Regions from separate parts of the Rattus norvegicus genome. Here region 1 is linked to region 2. Evidence: chromatin contacts called from public Hi-C data. All regions are on one chromosome and are shown on one strand. Each heading gives the region's core, a stretch centred on a gene start, on an enhancer-like site or on the middle of the called end of the contact. The rest is flanking DNA. Distances are from core to core; before and after follow the strand shown. Region 1 holds the start of Rps6 (ribosomal protein S6). Region 2 holds the start of Haus6 (family with sequence similarity 29, member A).

What was found. A called contact is a pair of places that touch in the nucleus more often than the background predicts.
Region 1: a contact with region 2 is called in a Hi-C map of liver, with 6 times the contacts expected there. The contact joins the promoter of Rps6 here to the promoter of Haus6 in region 2. A contact is called at or near these places in 1 of 12 Hi-C or Micro-C datasets (liver) and 1 of 1 datasets of contacts at active chromatin or transcription factors (oligodendrocytes).

What each region holds. Positions count from the first base shown.
Region 1 is chr5:106,418,396-106,425,420 of GRCr8, forward strand. Rps6 (ribosomal protein S6) reads right to left here and starts at 2,145. Exons shown (of 5, transcript NM_017160.1): 1 at 2,125-2,145; 2 at 1,481-1,612; 3 at 927-1,137; 4 at 652-798. The coding sequence starts at 2,130. It also overlaps a transcript of Dennd4c not described here.
Region 2 is chr5:106,195,246-106,202,090 of GRCr8, forward strand. Haus6 (family with sequence similarity 29, member A) reads right to left here and starts at 3,827. Exons shown (of 17, transcript NM_001401872.1): 1 at 3,490-3,827; 2 at 77-172. The coding sequence starts at 3,617.

The DNA.
Region 1 (7,025 bases), core at 895-3,394, 220 kb after region 2:
ATTTTTAAACCTTTTGTCAACTAAGTTACACATTCTCTCTAATAGCACACTCTTAATACAAGTCAACAGTCCTGAGTTATTTGTATTAATATACATGCTATGCTTCCTACTGAAGCATTAACATTATGAGGGCTGGAGAGGTGGCTCAGCGGTTAAGAGCAGACTGTTCTTCCTGCTCTTCCAGAGGACCACAGTTCAATTCCTAGCAACTACATGGTGGATCACAACCATCTATAATGGAATCCAATGCCCTTTTCTGGTGTTAGAAGGCGCAACAGTGTACTCATATACATAAAAGCTTTAAAAAGTATGTATTTGTTCATACATTTCCCTTTAAAATGGGTGTTTCTCCTGATTTTCACAATCTATGTCCCAGAGATGAAAAATATGTGGAGCCATTCATTAGTAAATTAAAGTGGTTCTTCTGTAATCCAAAGCACCAACTTAGAGCCTGGTCCCTCCAAAATGTTGTCTCCTGCAAGTTGTCCTTTAACCCCCCCAACATACACACAAAGTGCTTTAAAAGTTTTTCATGTTAAAATGAGAATACTTTTGTAAAAAATCCTTGTCGCTCCTAATGCCGAAGCCATGAATTTAGCTGTGTGGCAAGCACAGCTGCAGCAATAGCACAAAGGCCCAAATCCCTGTTACCTTCTTTGTTTAAGGGCTTTCTGACAACATACTGGCGGACATCATCTTCTTTGGAGAGATTAAAAAGCTTTCGGATTCTACTAGCTCTTTTAGGTCCCAACCGACGAGGCACAGTGGTATCTGTCAGTCCTGGAATATCCTTCTCTCCTTGAAGAAACAATCGGAATTAAGACATCAAATCTGTCCCACTTTGGTCAATGCCCCACTACCTAGGAGGCAGAACCTTGTGTCCAGGACAACCAATTTCAACTAATAAACTCCAACAAAAGCCTTACCTTTTTTTACAATAACCAAGTTGAGAACACTCAGGTTGGCATCCACAATGCATCCTCGGACAGACTTGCGCTTCCTCTCTCCAGTTCTCCTAGGTCTATAACAAGAATGCCCCTTACTCAAAAGCAGGCGCACTCTGCCATGGGTCAAAACGCCTTGCTTCATGGGAAAACCTTGTTTGTCATTCCCACCGCTGATCCGGACCACATAACCCTGCATCGAACATAAAACGGTACATTTACCAGTTCTGTTCCAAAGTGTGGTTCTTAACTTCTTGTGTGCAACCCCATTAGGAAGAACAACTGAGTTCAACTTCAGCCACTCACTTTTTTGTCTCCGTTTCCAACTAAGGTCAACAAGCAATCTCTCCATTTCAACTTCTACTCCTAACTACCCAGGTCTTACTACAACACGCAAGACTTAAGGCCTTGAATTATAACAAGCAAGAGAGACTCCTCTTGGCACGTTTCCCCAAATTTGATTCTAGCAATGAAACTTAACCAAACCCAACAGCACTTGCTGTGACGAGTTGGGGTAATGATGCCAAAAACTTTACCTTCCACTCTTCACCAAGAGCATCAGCAGCTACTTCTGTGGCCATGCGCTTCTCATAGAACGTACGAAGCTTGCGTTCGTCATCCACTTCTATGAGTTTCTGACAGCCAGTGGCAGGGAAGGAGATATTCAGCTAGGATTTTAAAGGGGGCAAAAGAAGACGACTTTAGGCACCTACACAACTTCAACAATTCACGTGCGCAGAACGTTTTGAGCAGCTCCCACACACAGCAGAAAACCCACGACTCGGACTCGCAGGCCCTGCAAAGTGCCACACGTCAATGGAACATTTTGCCAAAGCTCTGTAGAATGCTATGAGGACGTCAGAGCATTCACCCTCGCGATCTCGGATAGCAGAGTGTCCAGGAGGGGTCAAATGCCGCGGGACACCCGCTGCAAGTGGGGCTTCAGGCCCGCATGTGCCCGGTCGGGTACCGGGCGCCGCCATTGCTCTACGTCCGCTGTCGCGGCGTTGCAATCGCCCGCCATCCGCTCTCCCAAAGGGTCCCAAGGCCCTAAAAGCAAGCTTCCTCCTGCCTCAGACCCTTCCCCGCTTAGTCCGGGTTTTGTGAAAGCCTGGGGCTGAGGCAGTCCCGCGTTCTGGGACTCGAACTGCTTCACTCAGTCCCAGTCAGGGACGCCTACCTTCATCTTGACACAGCCGACCGCCTAGGAGGCGTCACGAAAAAGAGGCCCGACTTCCGCTTAGCCCAGGTCACATAGCACTCTAAGTTCTCGCGAGAATAGCCCGAGCTGGAGCCGGCGGAAGTGAGTTGAGGTGGGTGGTACTTCCGGGGGCGGTACTAGCCGGAATAATGTGAGGCTGGTTTGTAGTGAGGTGTTGGTTGGTATTCTGGATGTTCCCGGTGACAGGGCAACTTGTTTATCACGAATGTTAGCCGCTTCTTAGCTAATTTTTCCCGTTTCCGACCAGACTGGTCCACTGAGGAGCCGAATCCCCGTTTCCGACCATGGTTTTTAGTAGTACCTAAATGGAAAAGCTCGATCAGAATTGTCGCCCGGGCTGGCCTGTCCCTCATCTCTGCGGAAGATTTCCAGTTCAGGATCTTGTCCTGGTCCCAGCGGTTGACGGGAGAAATCTTGAAAGCCAGGCTTTGTTCTGCATCGATCAGAGTGACTCCTATAGTCGCCGGACCGCAGAAGACAAGCAGTCCAGCCGATCCATCACGTCTACCTGGCACAGACAACTATCAGATGCCTCAGTCTTGAGCCTTTCGGCTTTCTGTTTTCTTCTGCCAAAACTTTCTGCTTTGTAGGTGGGGTGAGGGTGACAACTCAGATCGGAGATTGAACCTAGTCTCCCGAGTGTCACTGTCATCTTCAGCTCTTTTTCAAAACAACACCATTTCTGTGCTTCTCTTGTTTACTGCAGTTACATGCTGTTCTGTCCGAACTCAATTTTTGAGACTAAGTGTCTTTGTATAACTCTGGCTGTTCTGAAATTCCCTATGCACACCATACTGGTCTGCTTACTACTGTCACCCATTTCTGACAATGAAATATTGATTAAGCCCATCATGCGATGGAATCAAATGGGAGTTGCCTTTTTATAACTGGCTGGTTTCATTAAATGTAGTCTTTAAGGTTTATATTTTATTGTATGATGGAATTTTCTTTTAAAGGCAGTGTGTGTGTGTGTGTGTGTGTGTGTTCACATTTTTGTGTACTGATTCTTTTGATGAACATTCAAGTTGCGTACACAACATCCTTGAGTATGAATGCCTCAAGCCCTTTAGACATTAGAAGGTGTCTGATCCCTTTGAACTGGAGTTACAAATGGTTGTCAGCTGCCATGAAGGTTCTGGGAATTGAATACTGGTCCTCCGTTAGAGTGGCTACTAGTCTTAACCACTGAGATGTCTCTCTAGACCCTGTTACCTATTATTTTTAAATTTTGGATTGTTAGACCTGCCATTAGTGACTGCCTCTAACCCCTGCGCTATGGAAACAGAAAGACAATTTGCTACAAGTTCTTGGCAGTTAGGTCTATATAGTAAATTCCAGGGTAGGCAGAAATACATACAGTCTGAAGCAAACAAGCAAACAAATGAGATTGGGCTTGGAGAAGCTTGCATGAGATATTGTATATTCTAGAGGCAGGCTTTCACTCTGCAGCCCAGGCTGATGTCAAGCTCCATGGTGGTAGGGGATGACTTCTGATCCCCATGCTGCTACTTCTCATAGGCCTGTGTCACCACTAATCTGCTTATAATTATTTTAGTTCTTTTTTTAAATCTTTTTTTTTCTTATTTTATGTATATGAATACACTATAGTTATCTTCAGACAAACCAGAAGAGGGCATCTGATTATAGATGGTTGTGAGCCACCATGTGGTTGCTGGGAATTGAACTCAGGACCTCTGGAAGAGCAGTCAGTGCTCTTAACCGCTGAGCCATCTCACCAGCCCTATTTTAGTTCTGATATGAGGTCATTGCTCCACTTGGAGTTTTGTTTGTTTCTTAAACCAAGTCTCCCTGTGTTGCCTAGGCTGGCCTCGGTACTTGAACAGTCCTCCTTTTCCAGCCTTCCAAATGGCTGGAGCTACAACACATATGTCATTGGAGTCAGCACAGTGGTCAGCCTCATGTGTCTCTCCAGAGGTAGAATCAGCCTCCTCCTTTCTCATGTAGGTGTGTAGTTGTTCCAGCAATACATGTGATGGGAGCTCTCCCAGCACACTTGACCTGTTCCTTTGGTTTGTATGTCTGTCCAGTGCCAGGTCACACAGTTTGATGACCATAATTTTCCAAGATTCTTAGAATCCTAACACTCAAAAGGAGAGGTGGGAGAGTGCTGAATTCCAGGCCCAGCCTCCACAAGCTAGCAAGACTTCATCACCACAAACAAAACACACACACACACACACACACACACACACACACACACACACACACACACACAATTTATCTATGAATGTCTGGGGCACATAGGGAGAGCCTGTCTTAAAATAGATGAGCAAGGCGGTGCACATCTTTAATCTTAGCACTCTGGAGGCAGAAGCAGACAGATCTCTGTGAGTTTGAGACCAGTCTGGTCTACAGGGTGAGTTCCAGGAAAGACAGGGCAATGTACAAAGAATCTGTCTAAAAAAAGAGAGTAGGGGGTGGGGAGGAGAGAGAGAAGCTGGGTTTTGCTATGGGATAGAGAAGATGGTGAGTATGAGCTTTGTGTAAAACATCAGTACATCCTCAGATGATGTTTCCATGGTGGTTAGATAGGATCTGGAACTTGAGGGCACACCTGTCCCCCAGATTTTGGCTTCTAAATTCGGTGACCTACCCAGAAAAACATGCAATCTTTAGAAAAACCTCACTGAGGGGTTGGGGATTTAGCTCAGTGGTAGAGCGCTTGCCTAGGAAGCGCAAGGCCCTGGGTTCGGTTCCCAGCTCCGAAAAAAAAAAAAAAAAAAAAAGAAGAAAACCTCACTGACTCCAGATCTTTGGCAGATAAACAACAAAGTAAATGTAGACTATTTGTTCCTGAAAGAAAATAATGTCTCAAAAACTAAAGGGGAAAGGTTTCTGACTCTGAATATTAAGAAAGCCATGGTACAGGTCCAGAATGCATGCTGATCTATATAACAGCTGACTTGAACTTTTAAAAATTAGTATGTCTTGGAGGTATACATCTGCCATCAGAGTAGTAGATGAGGCAGAAGGCTGAGGAGTGTAGGGTGAGCCTTAGCTACAGAGCAAGTCTGAGGGCTCGTCTCTCTGCTTCTATGAACTGTTGGTGTCATGGACACCTGTGGATGCCGAAGTCCATGTTCCTTATGTAAAATAGCGTGGTACTGACTACTGCACACATCCTACTTCCTGTGTACCACCTAATACCATATGCATGCTGTGTAAATAGTTGTTTTATGCTATTTGTAGAAGAGTAATGGCTACAAAAAGTTTACAAATGTTCACTATATATGCAGATTTTATTCTCAAATATTCAAGATTATTGTAGATATGTAGAAATCTAGAAATGCAGAGGATTACTGTACAGAGGGAAAGGAAACACCAACCAGGAAAGTGGTGCATGCCTGTACACCAGGATTTGGCAGCTTCAGCAGGAGGATCAATTCCAGTATTTGGGAAATTAAGAAAGGAAGATCACAGGGTTGGGGATTTAGCTCAGTGGTAGAGCGCTTGCCTAGCAAGCACAAGGCCCTGGGTTCGGTCCCCAGCTCCGAAAAAAAAAGAAAAAAGAAAAAGAAAAAGAAAAAGAAAAAAAAGAAAGGAAGATCACGAGTTTGAATCGAGCCTGGGCTACATACTGAGTTCCAGAGCAGCCTGGGCTAACTAGTGAGACACTTTCTCAAACAAAACAACATTAAAATACAGGAAGAGAAGTCGTAGGAGAGGAAATGGGTTCAGTGTTTCAGAGAGCTGTTTGCTTTCTAGCCCAGTCTTGGAAACACACACACACACACACACACACACACACACACACACACACACACACACACACACAGAGAGAGAGAGAGAGAGAGAGAGAGAGAGAGAGAGAATCACTTTATACACAAAAAAGTTCAACTTAAAGGACAATCTCTACTTCTTTCCCTTTTTCATTTATTTATTTATTCACTTTACATCCGGATCAAAGCTCCCTTCCCTCTTCTCTTTCCAGTCTCACCCTTACAAGTCCCTGCCCCCATTACGCCCTCCCCTTCTCACCCTCCCCACCCTGAGACACCAGGTCGCAGCAGGACTGAGTGGATCCTCTCCTACTGAGGCTCAGCCAGGCTGTCCACCTAGGGAAAGAGGATCCAATGGCAGGCAACAGTCAGATACAGCCCTTGCTCCAGTTGTTAGGGGACTCACATGGAGACCAAGCTGTATATTTGCTACAAATAATTAGGGTGTCTAGGTCTAGCTCCTGCATGTTCCCTGGTTGGTAGCCTAGGCTCTGTGAGCCCCCATGGGCCTACAGTTCTATTATTATTATTATTATTATATAAAAATATGTTCTATTATTATCAGTGTGGGTGAGTGCGTGTGAACATGCAAGTGTCATAGTGCATATGTGGCGGTCAGAGGGCATCTTGCAGGAGCTGAATCTCTCTTTCCATCATGTTGGTTCTGTAGATTCAGTTCAGGTCATCAGGCTGGGTGACAAGTTCCCTTACCTCCTGAATCATCTGGCTGGCTCCTTCTAAAAGAGATCTGGGGGTCTGTGGGTGAGATAGGTTCTTTCTGTAGCCCCGGTTCTCCTGGAATTCACTCTATAAATCACGCTGCTCTTGAACTCAGATATCCAACTATCTCTACCTCCAGAGTGCTGGGATTAAAGGAATGCGCCATCATGCCTTGTTTATTTGTTAGCATTTCTTCTAGGCTTCCCCCCCCCCACTGTTACCTGGCAAGATCCAGGTATGCCTGACTCACTATAAAAGGGGCTGCTTGCCCCCTCCTCACTCTCTTCTCTTGCTCCTCTTCTCTTGCTCTCTTCCCCTCTTCCCCCTTTGTCCCTTCTCTCCCCATACCCCTCCCCCCCCTCTCTCTGCATGCTCATAGCTGGCCTCTACTTCTCTACT
Region 2 (6,845 bases), core at 2,577-5,076:
AGGGAGGGAGGGAGGGAGGGTCATTTTCAAATCTGAGCATGAGTAAAAGAAGAAAATGAAATAATTTTTTTCTTACCTGAAAACTTCTTTGGCAAGAGACTCATCCAGTGTTTTAAACAAAAAATAGGAAACTATATGAAAGGCATCGCGGTTCAGTTTGTCAAACATGTCCCTAATGGTTTAAAGTGAAAAGGCAAAGACAAATGATTAATAAAGCGATCTGGCATCCAAAGCTGTCTAGATTCTGCACTAAAGAGGTTCATCATAACTGCTTATGTATTCACTCACATGCTATTCCTCATTCTCAAGAGGTCAAGGCAAGTTAACTTTTCTCATTCAGGTACATTTTATACACAATTGACAAGCATGGGGGGAGGGCAGCAACGGAGATGTAAAGTAAGTAAATAAATGGAGAAAAACGAGACAAGCAGACAAACTTTTATTTTCTGATTGTGAAAACAGAGATCCAAATGAACAACTAGCCTTTGCTTTATTGCTATGACACCAAACAGAAAGGGACAGAAGCCTAATTACCTAGCAGAGAAGAGACCCTCTGACGGGATTTACTAAGTAGTAGATAGCAACAAAAGCTAAAATTTTTTGAGAACTTGATACTTGTTGGGTAACTATTTTAGACCTTTTACAGATAGCAATCTATCCCACCTTCTTCCTTAAGTACTATACTATTTTCTTAAGATGCATTTTAATAATTTGCTTGTCCTCACTATATACACAAACTTTAAGCTAGAAGCTAGAAAAACTGTCTCCTCCCAAAAATATCCTAGTTGGACGAGCATTCAACAGGTGTTGAGTGGACACATACACCACCTCCACCTCTTTTCCTTCCGGCTGCCAATGTACAGGTGTGGATAACTATGCAGCTCTCCTTTCCCTCTAGTCCACGCCCTAACAAAACTAATGAGACTTTCCAAATACAGTCTTTGAGACAAATCCTTGGGCTGAGACAGTTTATAAGAACAGAAGTTAATATATGCTCATATAAACTATAAACTCAGAGAATTACAAAAAGTTTGCCACAGAGGTGAACAGAATTTGTTGTCTTTAAGTAAACATAACATGATATTCGCCCTCGAGGTTATAATTAAGTTTGATTGGTAACTGTTTAGTAGTTACTACTATTAGCATATGCAGTGCTTTATTTAGATGTCTGTTCTAGGTGGTTCAGCAGGTAAAGGTGCTTACCACTAAGCCTTACTACCTGAGATCCATTCCATTCCTGGGACACCCACATGGTGGCAGGAAAGTGTTGACTCCACACAAATATATATCTATATATCTATCTATATTTATATCTATATCTACATATAGAGAGAGAGACTGAGAAATCAAGAAATAGATGAGACACCTTAGTAAAGGAACTTGCTTCCCAGAATTGCAAGCCGGGAGATCTGAGTTCTATTCCAAACTCTGGTAAATCATCTAACATAACATTGTCCTTTGATGTTCACACACTTGACATGCACACAGACAGTAAATGAAACCCCACCTGACAGTTGGAGGTAGAGACAGGAGGCTTAGGAGTAAAAGGAAGGAAGAAAAAGGAGGGAGGGGGAAGGGAGGGAAAAATAGATGCCTAGGTGCATTAACACAGTCACTAGAACTGAAATTATATTGGCAACAGTCAGGCATAATGGCACACTCCTGCAATCCTAGCACTCCACAAGTCAAGGCAAAAGGATCATCACAAGTACAAGGCCAGCTGGGTGGAGTAAGATCTATCTAGGGGCCTGGGGATTTAGCTCAGTGGTAGAGCGCTTACCTAGGAAGCGCAAGGCCCTGGGTTCGGTCCCCAGCTCCGAAAAAAAAGAACCAAAAAAAAAAAAAAGATCTATCTCAAGAAACAAGCCAAGCTGAGCATAGTGTCTCATGCCTTTAGTCCCAGTACCTAGGAAACAGAGGCAAATGGATCTCTTGTGAATCTAAGGACAGCCTGGTCTACATGGTAAGTTCCAGGATAGCCAGAGAGCTAAATAGTGAGACCCTGTCTTGAAAAAACAAAAGTTGAAGAGAAAAAGAAAACGATTAAATAGATGGAGGCAACAGATGACAGATGTATCCTCAGATTATTCTTGTCCTTGGTGAGGAACATAAACTGTCTCCAGCCCTGTTTCTGGAAATTCCAACACCCTCTTCTGGTAGCATAACTGAATGTGTGAGGGAGGGTCTTGAAAGATGTAACAGCAGCAAAAGTTTCTGGAAATGCATCAACCAAAAGTTAACACAAAATCAGCACTTAAGCAGAGGCAAGCAGATCTGGAGGCCAAGCTCTATGATCTTTCATCTCAAAGATTCTTTAGTATGCAAATTTACTTTCATCCTTAATAGTAAAATTAACTGTATGTCATGGAATTACTTTAAAATAACATATATAAACTATTACAAGTGAATGATTGTATACTATATATACACATATATATGTACGTATGTATGTATGTATATTTAACTGAGGTTGCATAAAAACGTCTAAAGCATCAAAAAAACAAAAGTCATTTAACCAGGTATGATGGTACATTTTAATCCCGGCACATAAGAGGCAGAGGCAGGCTGACATCTGAGTTCAAGGCTAGCTGCTCTAAAAAAAAAGAGCTCCAGGACAGCCAGGGTTGTTACACAGAGAAGCCTTGTCTTGAAAAAATAAACAAACAAAAAAATCAAACACAAAATTCAGAGACTGGAGAGATGTCTCTAGAGGTTAAGAGCATTGATTGCTCCTCCAAAAGACACGGGTTCAATTTCCAGAATCCACATGGCAGTTCTAAACTGAAACTCCAGTCCCAGGAGATCTGACAACCTTGCACAGACATACAAGCAAGCAAAACACCTATGCAGAGGAGCCAGACCGTGGTGGCACATGCCTTTAATCCCAGAACTCCGAACGCAGAGGCAGGCGGAGTCTATAGAGCGAGTTCCAGGACACCCAGGGCTACACAGAGAGAGGGTGTTTGGGTTTTGTTTTTGGTTTTTGGTTTGTTTTTGTCTCAAAATACCAAAATAATAAGTGATGATGATAATAATGATGGGGATGATATAATAATGGAATCACTCTTTTAATTAAATTATAAGGAGAAAAGGGTGCTTGAAATCGGAAGTTCGGGTCTAAAGTACATGAGTATAAACAAGGTACTTCATTTTGTGATCACAACCATAATAATTTAAGTGGCAAAAGAAAGGGTATCGGCTTTTGATTTTTCATTCATTGTTTTGGCCAGCTGTAACATGCTTTAGTTCGGATTCCAAGTTTAAACCCACAGTCAACTGCTTATAAGACGTTTGCATATACAGTTCCCCGACGCCTCCCACCAACTACAGACCACAAAGGCAGGGAGGGTTAAGAGGGCCCGCCGTTTTGTCTCAACTGCAGGGCACTCCTCCCTACACTGGTGACGAACAGTCAGTCCCCCGCCATGGGCTGGCGGCCTCTGAGTTTTGCCTCCACCGGGGACCGCGCCACCGCCCGGGTCTCCTTACTCTCCAAGGTGCGCGTAGGATACCATCTTCCCGCCGACCCTGACGCCGGAACTCGGATCCAAACCCAGCGCCTGCAGGTACATCCAGAGATGCTGCTTCTCGAAAGCGGAGTCCCGGGCGGAGCTCATGCTTTCCAAAGGCACGGCGACTCTGACGGAGGAAAACGAAGGCACCGAAACCGTGAGGACCCTTGGACCCCTCCTCCTACAGGCATCCCGAGGTGACGGCAACCCCTCTGCTGCGGCCGCCTGCTGCCTCCTCTCCAAGAGCCATCACACCACAAAAGGCCGAACGCGCCCAGAAAACCAGGGCAGTGACTGCAGCGATACACGCAAACCAAGACTCCCGCGCTTGCGCAAGGACACAGTGCGCCGGCGCCGGCGCCGCCTGACTTCCGGGACTGGTCTTCCGAGGAAGCTCTAGCTCCCACCGTGCAATGCGCCAACTCCCTCAGAGAAACTACAAGACCCACAAAACCTTGCGTGACCAGCAACTTGCTCCAAGGGCGGGTAACCAGGTGTTTTCTAGAGCCCTCCGGGCCTAAGTTCCGGGTTCTTTGAGTTTTCGGTTTCTCTTGCTCAGTATGTGATTGCTGTTCGGAAAAAGCTACACTGTAACCCTTTGTAGTGAGTAATGCAAGTGTATGACCCTGAACAAATTATCTTTTCCTTTGTTTTAAGCCAGGGTCTTGTCTGGTGGAGGCGGCGGTGTACTTTTTTTTTTTTTAATACCAGCATTCGAGAAGCGGAGAACTTGTTAGTTCGAGAACACTACTGAGTGAGTTCCGGGACAGTCAGAGCTATACAAAGAAACCCTGTCTGGAAAAACACAAAACAAAACAAAAAAGACGGTCTTGCTATGTAGCTCTAACTGAGCTGGGACTCTGTATGTGTCCCAGGCTGGCATCGAAGTCTGTACCTGTCTTCCTACTATGAGAATTAATGGACAAGAGCCACTGGGTCAGGTGGAGTTGCTCATTGATCACCTCATCCCGAGTGCTTGGCAAAATTTATATAATCAAATGTTTCTTTGGTCGTAGAGGTTGGGAGTCAAGAGAAGATTTCTTTTAGCCTCATCTGGCCTTCAACTCCCTTTCCAAAGGAGGGTGACCCTGAATTCCTAATTCTGGAAGGCTCTCCATCTTCCAAATGCTGGGATTGGTGGGAGGCACCACCAGCCAGACTTCAACTTGCTGTACCAGAAGTCTGTCTCTTGCTAAGCATACAGCTTCCTCTTCCAGCACCCTGGCTATTCTTTCTCCATCATCCCCTCTATAACAAGTCTTTCAAGGTGGGAATATCATATTTCACATTACCATATCAAACAATTATTACCTCCTGACTTAGTAAAAGCACCAGCTCCTGTAGTTTTCGAGGAGGTCATCTGAGATTTCCAGCGCACCAGAGTTCATTCTGAGATCTGACGTTGCTCACAGGAGGTTTTGCATTATCCACATAGGTGATTAAATATCCCAGCCTCTCAGTTAACTGACCTTGTCTAAGTCTGTCTTCCGTTCTGTTTATGGTATGTAACCCTTTATGTTGTCATTTTTGCTGTAGTATTTCCATAATCTCAACCTAACTTCGATGCACAATCCCTCCACATCTCATATATTCATACATGAATTCGTGGAATTACACAGATGTACAGGATTCAATTTGCTTGATTTGTTATCCATATAGTGATTCAAATTATCCTTTATTTGGACAATGAGAACTTTCTCAAATTTCCAAGAAATTGAAGGCTCATTTTGGGCAGTTCCTGCCTCAGGCCTGGAGTCAGCCATTTCTTCCAGAAGCCCTGCTTTCTTTTAGTGAGAAATACTTTGTGACCACAACCTGGGCAAAAATGACATTCATACTTACTAAAATATAGACCTGTATTTTAGTTTATAGAATATTTTTAGCTAATTTATACTTGATACTGTTCTGTGACCAGCGGTGTTTTGTGCCACTAGGCGTCTCACAAATTCGGTTTTTGAGATAATCTTTTTGTGTAGCGTGTGAAGGTGGTCATTGTACATTCAGATATTGATGCTGTACCAGCAGATAGCCGAGTACTGTCCACATTTTGGTTTTGTTATTCTTTTTTTTTTTAAGATTTATTTATTTATTATATATAAGTACACTGTAGCTGTCTTCAGACACACCAGAAGAGGGCATCAGATCTCTTTACAGATGGTTGTGAGCCACCATGTGGTTGCTGGGAATTGAACTCATGACCTCTGGAAGAGCAGTCGGGTGCTCTTAACCGCTGAGCCATCTCTCCAGCCCTTGGTTTTGTTATTCTTATGGATTATCAACTGTCCCAGTATTTTGTAAACATATGCCTTCCTCACTTACTAACTGATTTTATAAAGATAGGGTGGCCAATTGCTGCCAGGGGAGGAAAGGCAGGACTTCCTAGGAGAAGAGGGTTTCTGGGAGAGGAACCAGACATGGGGGATTCACCAGCATGACATGAGAAGGAACAGTTGCTGGGAATGAATGGGAAAGACAGGTAATGGGCCATGTGGAGGGACAGAGGCCAGGATTTGGCAGGTTGGAGTAGCTGAGAATCTGCCAGCCATAGAACCTATGTTTTCATAAATAACAAGTCTCCGTGTCTTTATTCCATCCACTGGCATTCTAAGTCCAGCTATATTCAGTTTTCTTTTTTTTTTCTTCTTCTTTTTTCTTTTTTCTTTTTTTCGGAGCTGGGGACCAAACCCAGGGCCTTGCGCTTGCTAGGCAAGCACTCTTACCACTGAGCTAAATCCCCAACCCCTATATTCAGTTTTCTTAAACTTTATAGTAAATCCAGCACTGAGGCAAGATAAGATTTATAAAATTTTAAGAGGACTTGGGGAGGGGAAAGAACCCTTCCCAAGATCTACTTTGGGGTCTACTTTGTGTTTCCTAATGAGTGAGTCAAGTTTCAACGCAACTGATAGAACCCAAATTGCCTGCAAAGGTAGTGCTTGCTTTCATGAAGACAACTCAGATGAAGGGTTTTGGGTTTGTTGAGATACCATCTCATTATGGATCCCTAGCCATGTAGAACTCGACTGTGGCCTTGAATTTAACTACATTAGCATTCTTTTGCTGCCCTCAAACCTAAACAATGCCCTTCAAAAAAAAAAAACCACTTTACAATTTCATGTGCAATAATTTTGTTATCTTTCTTGAGACAGGGACTCCTGTAGCATAGGATGGTCCCACATTCACTATGTAGCAGAGGCTGGCCTTGGACTCTGACCCTCCTGCCTTCTACCCCCCAAAACCTTCAGAGTTCTGGGACTGAAGACATGCAACACCAGGCCCAGCTGGAAATTTTTCAAGATAAGAAAAAAGAAGTAAAGCAGCTCTAATGTTTTT